2 separate regions of the Mus musculus genome follow, and region 2 is linked to region 1. The links are chromatin contacts, called in public HiChIP or PLAC-seq maps. All regions are on one chromosome and are shown on one strand. Each heading gives the region's core, a stretch centred on a gene start, on an enhancer-like site or on the middle of the called end of the contact. The rest is flanking DNA. Distances are from core to core; before and after follow the strand shown.

What was found. HiChIP or PLAC-seq counts read pairs in DNA pulled down with a chosen protein or histone mark.
Region 2: an H3K27ac HiChIP or PLAC-seq map of embryonic stem cells shows a contact between it and region 1, with 5 read pairs. The contact joins the promoter of Fbxo42 here to the promoter of Padi4 in region 1.

The regions. Positions count from the first base shown.
Region 1 is chr4:140,772,824-140,775,523 of GRCm38.p6, forward strand. Padi4 (peptidyl arginine deiminase, type IV) reads right to left here and starts at 1,380. Exons shown (of 16, transcript NM_011061.2): 1 at 1,266-1,380. The coding sequence starts at 1,357.
Region 2 is chr4:141,146,577-141,149,276 of GRCm38.p6, forward strand. Fbxo42 (F-box protein 42) reads left to right here and starts at 1,346. Exons shown (of 10, transcript NM_172518.3): 1 at 1,346-1,603.

The sequences.
Region 1 (2,700 bases), core at 130-2,629:
GGGGACAAACACCCACATTTTCATCAACACCCCTGTCTGATCAAATGCTCAGATCTCCCCATTTGAAAACCTCCATCAGGATCAGCAAGATGGCTCGGTGGACAAAGGCGCCTGCTGCCAAGCCTGCCGACCTGAGTCCTGGAGCTCACATGGTGAGAGGAGAGCTGACTCCCACAGGCTGGCTGCCGACCTCGGTACACAGAGCCTGAGGAATGACACCTGAGTTTGTCCTGGCCTCCGCAGGCTCCCACACACCCCTGCATCTACAGACAATAAGAGCACTTGTGACCTAGACTTAAGGCGAGAGCTAGCCTGGGATCCTGGCGAGGATGCTGGGCTAGCTCTGGCCTCTGGCCTCTACTCGGCACCCACTTTCAAGCAGCTTGTCCTCTGGGAGTGGGCGCCTCTGATGATACCAGGCTTTCCCTTCCTTGTGTCCTCAGCCTCTCACCAGTGGCCTGTGAGCCACCCAGACCGCCAGTGCTTTCCTGCTGCTGGGGTCAGACAGTCACTGACCCACTGACCCTGGGCACCTCCCAGAGGCCTTTATGGACATCACTTGGGTCACGATGCCCAGCTCTGTGGGGGAAGCTGCTGCAATTCCCACATGAAAGGCTGCATCAGACTCCACCCACGAGGCTTCCTCCATTGTCCTAGGTGACCCGGAACCTGGCAGAGGTCACAGTGCTCAGTAAGTACTCAGGTTATATTTGTTGAATGTACAAGGGAATGGAAAAAATGAACAACAAATGAACTGTTGGGGATCTGATCTGCCCAGTACTGTACAGAGTACCTAACAAACAGTACCTCAGAGTATTTAACAAACAACACCACGGAATACCTAACAAACAGCACTGTGGAGTACCTAACAAACAGCACCTCAGAGTACTTAACAAACAGCACCATGGAGTACTTAACAAACAGCACCATAGAGTGCTTAACAAACACATTTGGAGTTGCCACACTTAATCCTTAAAGTCATTTCATGAGGTAAGGTAAATCAGGCCCAGCTGCCCAAGCCCTCCCCACCGTCAGCCTACAGCAGGGACTGTTTCTCCCTTGTTAGGCAGCCCTGTAATTCCTTGCATTGAGTGCCAGGCAGTTGTATTTATACCTCACAGAGAACTAATTGGCACGATAGGCCCCACACCTCTGGCTTATCTCTCTAGCAGATCTCTTGCCCAGAACCTGAGCTGGGCCAGCAGCGCCCAGCTCCTGCCTGCCCCAAACTGCCCCCACAGGCCCAGGATCTCTGCCCCTCTCACCCGCGGACATCCAGCGGGGTCGCTGTGCCCACCACACACACGGCGTGAGTGGGCTGCTCGGGGGCCACGTGGATCACCGCGCCTTGGGCCATCCTTGCTCGCTCGGTCAGCAGGCAGCAGGAAGCCCCTGGGCTGGTTCCTTTATAGTGCCAGGCGAGCCCATGAGTCAGCACCTGCCCTGCCCCGGAGGCCCAGCCCCTCTCCACTCAGGTGCCCCAGTGGCTGCACAGCCTCCTCTACCCTGGGCCACCCAGGACCCCCCCACCCACCCATGGGTGTCCACAGTGAAGCCTGCAACAGCAGAAGAGTGGGGCACTCGGAAGCCTGTGAGGGGAGAGCACAGGCTATGCCCTTAGCCACCCCTGCCTGGGCCAGGACTGCACATCTTGCCCAAGCACACTTAACAAGACATTGGAAAGAAGGGGAGAAAGGCAGGAGAAGGCTAAACAGAAGGCTATTCTGGGCGTGGCTGAGGTCGCCGCCCTACCCCCCACTCTTCTCTTCGGGACTTGCTCTCCGCTGAAATGCTCCCAGGACAGTCTGTGAAACTCAAGCTGTTGCAGTCCCTTCCCCCACTTCATCCTTGAAGCATCTCTGAGGTCAGCTCACATCATCACACCCACTTTCCAGATGAAGAAACTGAGGCCCAGGGTAGAGGAGGCTCTGCAGCCAGTAAGGATTTGAACAGAAGCTGGCCACAGGGTAGGGCCTTTATTAGCAGTCTGTCCTGGTGACGTGGTCTTTTCAAACCTTAAGACAAAGGCTTCTCACTGTAACACCAAGCATCCGAGGGCAGTTGACTGCCAGCCCATTTTATAGAAGGGAAAGCTGAAGCACAGAGAGGAAAAAGTAGTGGGGGCCATGGGCACGGCTGGGAGGGGAAACCATGTTACCCAACCTAGAGGTGAGGTTTGCTGCATACCCTGGGTATCTGCCTCTACAGGACCTCCCCCAGAAGACCAGATGGTGCGGGTGTGGGCCGCGCCCGCCCTGAGGGCACTCATGAGGGCTCTGCACCTGGTGCCAGGGCTGTCTGCTCATGGGGTGAACTGGGGGTGGGGATGACAAGTCCTAACAGGGAGCACCCAGAGAGGGTGTGTCTGTCTCGGAGGCTGCCGAGAGCACAGGGTGTTTGGGGGGCTGTAGGGTCTCCTTTGGCTCCACATCAAAGGCCGCAGGATTCGGTAGACCTGAGCCCATGGCCTCCTGGCCAGCGTCCCCAGAGCTCAGCACATGTGTGTGCTGGACAGGAGGCTACTGGGGGTCTGAGAGGCCAAAAAAAGGCTCCTGGGTCCCGTGATCCCTAAATAGGAGTTAGGACCAGGGTCCCTTTCTGTCCTCAGGGGGTTTGGTACAGGAGCCAGGCCACCAGCCATAGTATAAAGACATGGTAGGAGTCTGTTTTGTCCCTCCTGTCCCTCCACCATGTGAGTCC
Region 2 (2,700 bases), core at 96-2,595, 370 kb after region 1:
TGTACTGCTCTTGCAGGACCACCCAGGTTCAATCCCTAGCACCCACATGGCGGTGGTAGGGTCACAACTGCCTATAATTCCAGTTCCAGGGGATCTGACACCCTCTACTAGCCTCTAAGGGCACCCACACACGTGGTGCACAAGATATGCTCAGGCACACGCAATATTTACTGTATGTATGTTCACAAGTGTCATTGTTTGAGAATGAAGATCAGGGTGGAAACTGTGGGAGTTGGCATTGGTTTTCTCCCTCCATCATGTAGGTTCTAGGCATTGAACTCGGGTCTTCAAGCTTGGGGGAAGCACCCTTACCTGCTGAGCCATTTTGCAAGCCAAGACTTCTTTCTCTTTTTCTTTGAGACAGGGTCTCATTATGTAGACCATGCTGGCCTTGAACTCAGAAATCTACTTACCTCTGCTTCCCAAGTGCTGGGATTAATAGTCAACCACCATGCCAGGGCAATGGAATTTCTTAGTTTCTCACTTACTGCGTGCCAGAGTTTTTTCTAATGTTTATATGAGGAACATAAATGTTTTTTTTAGATTGAGGTTCCTCAAAGTAGATTCAAACTCCTGGATCAAGCAATTCTCGCCCTTAAACCTCCTGCATAACTGGACTTAAAGGAGTGTCACCAAGCCTCGTGGTACTTTTGACCTAGTACCACGTCTCACGGGCTATACAAGCCTAGGTCTACTTTATCCCAGGGCTATTCGCTTGATGTCTCAGAATGCTCCAATTGCACAAGAGCTTGAGCTCTCTATGTCTGGCATTTCCTTAAACCACATCTGCAGGGATGGGTTCTAGAAGGTTCTCACCTACACACAGCTTTCTTGAAGTGAGACTCTTTTGTGGGAGCGGGACCCCACTCCTCGGTGATGGCCACACTGGGAAGCACAGAGAAACACACAGGCTTGTTTCCTCCCAGGCTCCGCTCTACACCGGGAGTTTTGAGACTGGGTTTCCTCTTTTTTTTTTTTTTTTTTAAAGTTGGTAGCAACATAGCTGCTGCTACAGTTTCCAGAGGCTCCAACGCCGGGAGCTTCCTCTCCCTGGGGATATCTAAAAGGCACTTCCGTTCCCCATTGCCCTTTCTCTACGCTCAACCCGTGGGTACCTGGGGGCACAAGTGCCTTAATCTAAGTCTGCACTATCAAACAATCGGAAAAACAGCTCAGATACCAGCGCTCAGCCGCGCCGATCCTGATAAGAGTCCTAGAAAGCTCCGCGCCCTCGGCCCTTCTCAATATGGCGCCGCCCAGCGGCCGCCGCGCGGAAGGCCGGTCACGCTGACGTGTGTGCGCGCGCGCGCGCTTCCTCCGCGCCCCGCCTCAGCGCATGCGCACTGCGCGCTGTCGTCTCCCGGTCTGAGCAGCAGCGGCGGTGGCATCAGGGACGGCGGCGGCGGCGGTGGTAGCCGCGGCGGCGTTTGAGTGGAGGAAGATGGCGGCTCCGGGCGACCCCGGGTTCCGCCAGCGGTGAAGATCCCCCGAGCACAGCAAGCACCGGCCTGAGGCAGAGCGGCTGTGCTCTGGCCCCGGCCCTGGCTCCTTCGCCACCGTCGCCGGAGACGCGAAACCGAGAGCGCGGAGCGGTCTGGGCCAGGTGAGGCCTCTCCCGGTGCGGGGCCGCGGCCAGGCGCCGACGCCTCTTGCGCTTCATGCCCGGGGACCCCGGGGCACCCCGAGTCCGGCGCGGGCCCCGTGTCCTGCGCGGGCGTGGGTCTTGGCGGGCCTGGGGTCTTGCTGTCGTCATCCTCGGCTTCCCAGGCTAAGGTGGGGACGTGCGCCCCTTTGCAGCCAGCTCTCGGGATGGGCGCAGACCTGTGCCCTCTCCTCAGCAGGGTGGTCCGGGTCCTCCTCCAGGCCGGGAAAGGATGCGCGGTCAGGGGGTGGAGAATGGCTTTCGGGGTGTCATGGAGCCTCACCCCGCCCCCTGAAACCCTGAAGTCCTCGGTGAAGAGCGGGAGCCCGCTTGCTGCCCTCCTGAATTGGGGCTGCGGCGAGGGGGCCGGCGGGCGTCTCAGAAGCTGCAGCTGCCCAAGAGATGATTTTTTTGGGGAATCGGCTGACGAAATAAAACACAAGCAGTTCCTTCCCTGACCCCTAGCCGTCTGAGTGTTCTCTTAGTGGGAACTGCAGCTCTCCTGGCTGGAGACAGCAGTCCACGTTGTGACTGAAGAAGGCTTGCCCCGGTGAGAATTGTCCGTGGAGGGTGGCAACGAGTTTGTAAATCAAGAAAACCACAATTAGGTGAGAGAGCCTGGTAGCTTCAGCTGAGAAAACTTGAGATGCTGGAGTTGGTTGGAAACCTTTGGAATAAGCCGGTTGCTTTGTCTGTTGGATCCTCGGAGTTTTAGTAGGAAAAGCCATGTTTCGTTTCTCAGTTGCCAAAGCGTTTGGACTTTACAGTGGCAGCGTTCCGATGGATCTAAGATACAGAACCAGACAGACACATTACTGGGTTTCACTTGCCGGAGGCAACACTCGATTATTTTTGTTATTTATTTATTTTTCTCGGAACTTTTTTGTTGTTGTTTAAGTGGTAGTAATTGAGAGTCTTTAGTTTCATTTCTTTAGGGTAGAGAAGATGTTTGATGCCGGGTGGCCTTTTCATGGAGCAAGAATGGCTTCACATGGATTTGTGCTGTTGTGAATTGTCGGGGCCATCTCTTTTGCTTGGACACACCAAACGTCTTTTGT